Linked DNA regions of Cricetulus griseus: region 2 is linked to region 1. The links are chromatin contacts, called in public Micro-C maps. All regions are on one chromosome and are shown on one strand. The core of a region is the stretch at or near the end of the contact, and the rest is flanking DNA. Distances in the headings are between cores, read along the strand shown.

Region 1 (4,066 bases), core at 1,154-3,653:
AGTAGAAGTTAGTATTTTCAAATACAATACTGACCAAAATTAAGGAGTTTGACAAGGGCTTGCTCAGGCATGGATATGAGGGACATACACAATGCTGACAGGAGGCAAATTGGCACAAACTTTTGGCAACACCCTCTGAAGCTGATGCACTCTTCTAGACGCTACTAGGGACTTCTAGAAGAAACCTTATCCCACCTTACCAAGGGGAGAGGAGAAGTCTCTCCAAGCCTATACAGGCTACGTGGGGATGAGCCAAGAGGTGGCATTAGGCTAAACAGATACCTAGAGAACAGATCACACCCTCTTCCCTCATCTCCTATGGACTTTCCCTCCAGATAAAGACAATGTTGTATGTATGACATAGTTCTTCAGTGTGCCATTAAATGATTGTGCCCATAACAGTAACTGCAGAGAGCTGACAATTGGAAGTCACTGCAGTGAGGACCGGAGAGGTCACCAACAGCCTGTTTTCACAGCAAATACTACTGAAGGAAACCTGTTAATTCAGAAGAGGAGAGTAGGCTTCCCAAGAAGTGGCATTCCACCAGAGGTGGGAAGGCAACCTATATGTATGTACAAAGGGAGTGGCACTGTAATTAACAGTTGCTACCTGGCTGGAGAACCAAGGAAAGGGGAGGGGAGTCCCAGACAGAAGACCAGATATGGGATGAGGGCACACCCACTTGTCTGTCACATCACTTTACCCCAGGGGAAGGAAGGGGTGCACATTGCACGCCTCTTGTCAATCCACTGCCCGTGGAGCCAGGCTTGGAAAAGTTACTGATGTCCTCCAACAGATAATGTATTTGAGGTGCTGTGTGAGGACCCAATTCCTGCCTACCCAAAGAAGCAGTCACTTCTGGTACTCACCCAGCCCTGCTCTACCTAGACCTTAAGTAACAGAGGCTCTGAGAAGAGTGCAGGCCTATCCCAGGCTGGCTGGGAGCAGACGTCCCAGAGGAGATGAGCCTATGATCAATACCAAGACCAGAACTGAATCTCATACATAAGGGAATGGTTCAGATAACCCAACAAGCTACCTGCTTGGCCCAATGCCAGGCCTTTGCTAATGCAAAATACCAAGAGCAATACTTCTGGGTTGGTGAAGCTGCACCCCTATTTTGCAGAGGTGGAAGCTAAGGCTTGGGGAGAGCTCGCCCATGGAGACATCATAAACCACAGGGAAGGGTTGGTCCAAAGTCCAGTGTGTCCTCCCAAAAAGCATGTCTCCACAGTCTCCAGGAGAAGGATGGGAGACACTTAACACCTAAATCATCTATGAAGCCTACCCAGGGCCCTCCTCCTGCCTTTCCCCCAAGCTCTTGGCCAGCTTGGGGTCTAATCTCTCTCCCCACAATGGATGACACAGAGAACCATGTTTCCTAGAGAAGAAATAAATACAGACACCACGGTGACAGGCAGAGCCCACGAAGCAGAGCAAGCCATGTATCCCAGCTGTGGGAGCACCATTAGATGAAGGAAAAGCAAATAGCTGAGCCAGAGCTAAGTCACAAATGGGATGGATACAGAGAAACCCAGCAGGTCAAGGGCCACAGGCACCCAAGAGCCGCGACCCACTCAGCCTTGTATCCATCCCTTCCCAGCTTCAGGCAGTCATGAAATCAGATATAAGGCGAAGGGGGGATGTGATTTGCTTGAAGGTGACAAATAGTCGCCAACGAGCCCCAGGCCCAGGCTCAGCCTTTCCCTGAGGGTCAGCCTTACATCGATGGCCTCAGCTGTAAGCGCAACATCTGCTCGCCCCCCACCTACACAGACACACCCAAGCCAGCAAAGACTACAGCAGAGCAGCAGACCTTAACGAAAGGGTCACCAAGGCCTGCAGAGAAAACTAGCGGATGCATGGGACTGCAGGGAGTCTGGACCCCCTCAGCCGGGCACTGGCCGCTGGAGGAGGCCGAGCTCGCTCACTCTCCCCCCACTGCCGTGGGCCGCAAGTCTGGGTTCCCTGCCCCACCCCTGGAACCTCCCACCACTGGGCAGGGTGACCTTAGCGCCCAGGCGGGGGTCGCGGCCGGCCACTCACCTCTTTGAGCTGCTCCATCTCGCTGCGGATGGCCTCATAGTCCACCTCGAGCTCCTCGAACTGCAGCTTGAGCTGGTGCTTCTCCTCGAGCACCGCCAGCCCATACTCGGCCGCCTGGATCTTCTCACGCGTGGTCTCGGCCAGCTCGTGGGACAGCCGCTTCACCTCGGCGCGCAGCCACTCCGGCTGTGCCTCCATCACGAGATGCGCGTACTCCTCCTCCTCCGACGGCGCGGACATGGTGGCCGCGCGCCGAGGCCGGCTCCCACCTTGGCTCCCACAAACCGGGCCCTCTTAGCTGCCGCCGCCGCCGCCCAGCCCCGACGGCCGCCCGCGCCGCCGCACTGCTCCTCCCTGACGCGCGGGGAACACTGGGGGCTGCAGTCCCACGGCTCATGGACTACACAACCCGTAATCCCTCACGCCCGCCGGGCCTGGTCTGTGATTGGTCTAAATCCCAAGGGGGCGGGATCCTAGCTCCATGCACGCCCAGGTCTCCTTAGCATTGTGGGAGACGTAGTCCTGCCTCGCGCTCACGCCTTAGCCCGTTGAGCGCCGCGCCGGCTTGGCTCCAGTCTGTGATTGGCCGGCGCCGCTGACGTGACAGAAGTAGGGGTGCCATCGACCCGAGCCCAGGGACCCCGCAGCCACCCAGAGAACCTCCAGCCGCGCCCTCCCAGCCTTTGTAGAATAAGGCAAGCCGAGCTGTGGATACCAAGAGTAAGATCGTGTCCCAGAACGTGCGAGCATGGCTTGCCAGACTGTGGCGCGCGCTCTATGCGGGATTTGAATGACTAGTGGCGCGCCACGGGCACTGCCAAAAGGATGTGGACGACCCAACGCTAACCTGGACACTACTTCCTCTTGTCCCACAGTCCGTTAGAATATTCTTTCATGAAGGCACTTTCCGAGAGCACGGAGCACGGTGTCATACATGTGTTTAATGTTCTCTATACCCCGTTTTCGGCGTGAGAGATCACTGCAAGCATGTCTGTGCTCTTCACTGTGAGTCTAAATAAAACTTCCCTCCTCCCATGGTGGCTCGGATATAACACGCTTGTTCTTTTCTCACTGCCGCCCGCCTCCCCCCCCCCGCAAACACCACACCCTACAGCTGCAGACCACCATAAAACATAGAGGTCAGCTGGAGAGATAGCTCAGAGAATAAAGCGCTTGCTCAGCAAGCCAAGCGCAGGGATCTAAATTTGCATCCCCAGAGCCCACATAAAGCACAGTCTATAATTCCAATGTTCCGCAGGCAAGATGGGAGGTGGAGACTGGAGAATCTCCTGAAGCCGGCCTAGTGTATGAAGAAAACAAACAAACAAGAAAACAAAGATACCTTATCTCAAGCAAGATGGAAGACAACAGACAACTGGGTGTTATCTTCTGATTCCCATCTGCATGTGGGGGGCCCTTGTCCACACACAGGAACACCAAACTAATTCAGACACATATGCACGCACGCACGCGTGCATGCATGCACACATGCACACGAGCAAACACACAAAGACTAAAAGAAAATCTAGGGTAAACCCAAGAGTTGTGTAGTAAATAGCCTGGGCCTGGTGGAACACACCTTTAATCTCAACACTTAGGAGGCAGAGGTAGGAGGATCTCAGAGAATTCAAGGTCAGCCTGGTCTACATAGCAAATTCCAGGAAAGCCAGGACTATGTAGAGAGACCCTGTTTCAAAAACAGAGTTGTGTGAATAAAGTGTGTCATTGCCCCGTTTCTTTTGTCAACCACCCTGTTTCCTGGGACAGTCCTGGCTCTACATTGAGAGTCCCACCACATATCGGGCCGTGCAAGCTGTTCACGCTAAGCTAAGCAAGGAGGATATAGAAGGAAAAACAGTTCCTCCAACAAACGCGGAACTCTACAATAGCTGCACCTATCACGATTGGCCTGACTGGGAGCCTCCCCACCCAGACCCACCCCTGTCTAAGAGGCAAGTGTGAGGAGAGAGGGCTGCAGAAACTGACCAGGGAACTTCGAACTTGAAGACAAGGTGGTGG
Region 2 (3,947 bases), core at 985-3,484, 320 kb before region 1:
CATTTGGGGCTGAAGCAGCGGGACCTGGCGTGACGAGAAGCTCCAGCAACACAAAGTATTTCAAAATAAAATGAATAAGAAAAAAAAGCCCCTCAAGTAATCAGTTAAGACACACCTTGATTGTATGTTAGTGACATTCTACTTAACAAGATATATAATGTTGAGTCCTAAAATTGAAACAAAAGATGTTTTGCAAATTCAAATGTTTTATAACTTTTCTGGTTTCAAAATTAATTTTCATACACAATACTTCCAGGACACTAAATAACATTTTCAATGTTTAGTACTAATATTCAGCTCCATAGTTGCTTTTTTCTTTAATGCCTGCCCTGAGCTGGTACATATCCAATTAATGGTTATATATTTATTTACCTTGGTCATCTTTCCGAGTGATGATCTCTATATCAGAAACTTCTCCAAATCTGCTGAACTGATTTTGTAGGTCTGCCTCAGAAATGCCTTGTCCAAGCCCACCCACAAAAAGGCGCTTCATTTCTCGGTTGGGTTTCATGAATGCTGGGCATCTATCTGGAAAAGTAATTTTGTGTAGAAAGAACACTTACTAGGACCTCTGGAAGAGCAGCCAGTGCTCTGAACCACTGAGCCACCTCTCCAGCCCAACTTCTCATTTTCATATTCACAGTGTTGGGTGTCCCGTTCCCCCATCCCCACCCCCATGATTCGTTTGTACATTTATTTTTTTTAAGTTTTCTGAGACAGGGGTTTTCCTCTTTGTAGCCCTGGCTGTCCTGGAACTCACTCCGGAGACCACCGTCTGGCTGTACATTCATTTTTACTTTAACAAAATACTGGCAAAACAGTAAGCTAAAGGTCAAAAATACCTCCACAGTCAGAGATAAAATCTGCAACTACAACAGTATGGCACAATGCAAATGTCCCCCAAGCGCTGTTCAGGCATCAAGAGGGCAACTAATGTTATACCTAAAATTTTTTTCCCACTGTGTGCGTGAACTGCACAAAGCACTTTGCGTGATTCTCATCGTTCAGGGGGGCAGGAGAGGTTAAGACTTTTCCTAGTGCCAGGTCTAACTTCAGAACCGGGAACTGCTAACCCTCTACTACAAAGGTTGCTGGGAAAGTTCACGAGAGGTCCCTCCACCTCGTTTAGCTCTCGGCAGATGCTCAGACCTTTCAAACCTTCCTCAGAAGCTGGCTGCCTCCTTCCAAGCGAGCTCACAAAACCGCCGGCGTGAGCGCAAGGCCACGACCTGCAGTCCGGGAGACCTACAGCGGACCACTTCTTGTCAGCCCCCGCCCCATCCTCCGAGAAGTCCCCAGTTAGGAGAGAGGAGAGGGTGGGCCCGACAGCCCTCCACTTCCCACACGCACACACTCTCCTCAGGACGCTGCCCGTCAGCACTAACGCAGCGAAGCCCCCAACGTCTAACAACACGTGCCGGCAGGCGCGCTCTCTTTTCTTTCCTACAGGGTTTCCAACCCAGTCTCCTAAGGTTCCACTTCCACGCAGTTCCCCCAGGGCTCTTTATTTCTCCTGCCTTCGTTCTAACTGACGTCCCGCTACCTTCTCTCCCACGTCTGTGAATGAGCCTAGGAAAACAATTTCCGTAATTCCTACAGAAAAAAAAAAAAAAGACACGCCGCCACGTGACTCCTGACTTCCGGACCAAGTAGGCGGAAGTGGGGAAGCGGAACAAAAATAAAGAGACTCTTTCCCTCGTGCTTCCCGAGACCGCCCTCTCAGTGACGTAGGGGTTCGCGGAGCTCAGAGACCGTTGGAGGGGGTGTGCGGCCGTTGGAGCTTGACCTTCGATTTGGAACGAACCAACTCTCAGAAGCTTCGGGGGTCGCAACGTTCTGAGGGACGTAAGGGTCCTGAACGTTGTTTGAGGGTGGGGCGGACACGCGTCGCCAAGCAGCCTCTCCCCCCCCCGCGAGCTCCTGAATGGTGCGCACCGGGAGACAGCCGCTCCCCCTCCACGAACTCCGAATGGTGCACGCCGGGAGGCAGCCTCTCCCCCCCACCGCGAACTCCGAATGGTGCGCGCCGGGAGGCGGCCTCTCCCCCCAGCGCGAGCTCCCGATTGGTCCGCATCGGGAGCAGCCTCTCCCCCGCGAGCTCCTAATGGTGCGCGCCGGGAGACAGCCGCTTCCCCCCCCCCGAACTCCGAATGGTGCGCGCCGGGAGACAGCCGCCTTCCCCCCCCCCGCGAGCTCCTAATGGTGCGCGCCGGGAAACAGCCGCTCTTCCCCCCATCTCCGCGAACTCCGAATGGTGCGCGCCGGGAGACAGCCGCCCCCTCCCACCCCCGCGAGCTCCGGATTGGTCCGCGCCGGGAGCGGGAGCTGCTTGAAGCGCCGGGCGAGCCAGGCGCTCTGACAGAGTTTTGGGCCACAGCTTTTGCTGCGGGAGCCATGGATCCTGAGACCCGCGAACTGCGCGCCTTGGAGGCGGAGGTCGCGGCGCTGCAGCGGGAGTGCAGTATGCTGTCAAAGCCCTGGGAGAAGACGTCCGGAGCCCGGTACGTGGCTCCAGTCCGCCCCGCGGGCCCAAGCACCGTAGCCCCCGGCCGACCTACCAACCTCCCGAAGGCTCGGGGCTCGCACTCCCTGCACGCCGGGTGCTGAATACTGTAACGGGAGACCTCCCCAAACATGGACTCGAATCAGCAGTCAGTATCGGTTCAGTGAGGACAGTGACATGAGAGTGTGAGCACTGCGGTTGCCGCTCTTGGCTTGATTATAGCCAGCAGAAGATAGTTTTCTTAAGGGTTGTTTTGACCGGTTGATGAGAATCAATGAGGACGTCCTGCGTTTCTTTAAGCAGCCTCACCTTCGGGAAACGATTTTACAGTTGGGTGTTTGTTCATTGAGACAGTGTTTCTCTGTAGCTTTGGAGCCAGGCCTGGCCTCGAACTCTCAGAGATCCACCTACCTCTTCCTCCTGAGTGCTGGGATTAAAGGCGTGCGCCTTTTTATTTATTTATTTATTTATTTATTTTAAATAGGTTTGGAGACATACTTACTCTGTAGGTCAGGAATTCACTCAACTTCACTTCAAACTGATGGTAGTGGTATAGTTAATGACAGAAATGACGTCTGAAATACAGCTTGGGCGAAATAGATTGATGTATGGTTAATGCCATCTATAGGAAATAGAGACAGTCCTCTGTTGCTAATCCCTATTTAAAGGTAATGGAACCTGAGTATCAGAGAGTTAAATAGCTTACCTAAGTCCCTAGTAGAACGCAAAGTCCAAGCATTTTCCTCAACTCAAAGAGAAGAAGGAAGGCTGGAACTAACAGTAATTTAGTGTCCTAAACATGAAAACAAACTGCCTTTATTTTATTGGGTATAATTTGGAACAGTTGCAGAGAATGAGATTTTTCCGCACTGAAAAGAACCTTTGGAGTGCAGGAAAATGTGGAGCGGTCCTTAAAAAAATCAAATAGGAGAAAGTTGTAATTGATAAAAGGAAAAGAGAAATGTGCACTGGCCTATATATGCTCTTCCACAAGCAAGACTGTGACCCACATATTGGAAGCATTAGGATTACCTATGAGTTGGTGATGCCACCAGGCTGACTCCACCTCCACTTTCCAAATTAGAATTTGCATTTTATCAAGACAGCCTGTCCCTTTACCCTTTGTATACACACTTAAAAGTTTGAGAAGCAGAAGCTGGGCCGGGTGGTGGTGTTATACACCTTTAGTCCCAGCACTCAAGAGGCAGAGAGGGGCAGGCATATCTCTGAGTTTGAGGCTAGCCTGGTCTAAGAGTGAGTTCCAGGACAGCCAGGACCAGGGCCATTAAACAGAGAAACCATTTCTTAAAAAAACAAAACGAAACGAAAAAAGTCTGAGAAGCAAGCACTATGTCATGCCATAGAGAAAAATAGTTTCTTTCCTCACCACAAGATGTCAATACAAGCCCAGTATGATATAGTAGATTATTTATCTAGAATTCTC

Evidence for each region. Hi-C and Micro-C count contacts between places; a contact is called where the count stands out from the background.
Region 2: a contact with region 1 is called in a Micro-C map of the CHO-K1 cell line, with 4 times the contacts expected there. The contact joins the promoter of Cenpp here to the promoter of Bicd2 in region 1. A contact is called at or near these places in 5 of 8 Hi-C or Micro-C datasets (the CHL-YN cell line, the CHO-K1 cell line, fibroblasts and 1 more).

What each region holds. Positions count from the first base shown.
Region 1 is chr3:269,143,598-269,147,663 of CriGri-PICRH-1.0, reverse strand. Bicd2 (protein bicaudal D homolog 2) reads right to left here and starts at 2,403. Exons shown (of 8, transcript XM_027409946.2): 1 at 2,048-2,403. The coding sequence starts at 2,287.
Region 2 is chr3:269,461,769-269,465,715 of CriGri-PICRH-1.0, reverse strand. It overlaps Cenpp (centromere protein P), which reads left to right and starts at 2,234. Exons shown (of 7, transcript XM_027409941.2): 1 at 2,234-2,501. The coding sequence starts at 2,395. Nol8 (nucleolar protein 8) reads right to left here and starts at 1,643. Exons shown (of 17, transcript XM_027409929.2): 1 at 1,544-1,643; 2 at 373-528. The coding sequence starts at 511.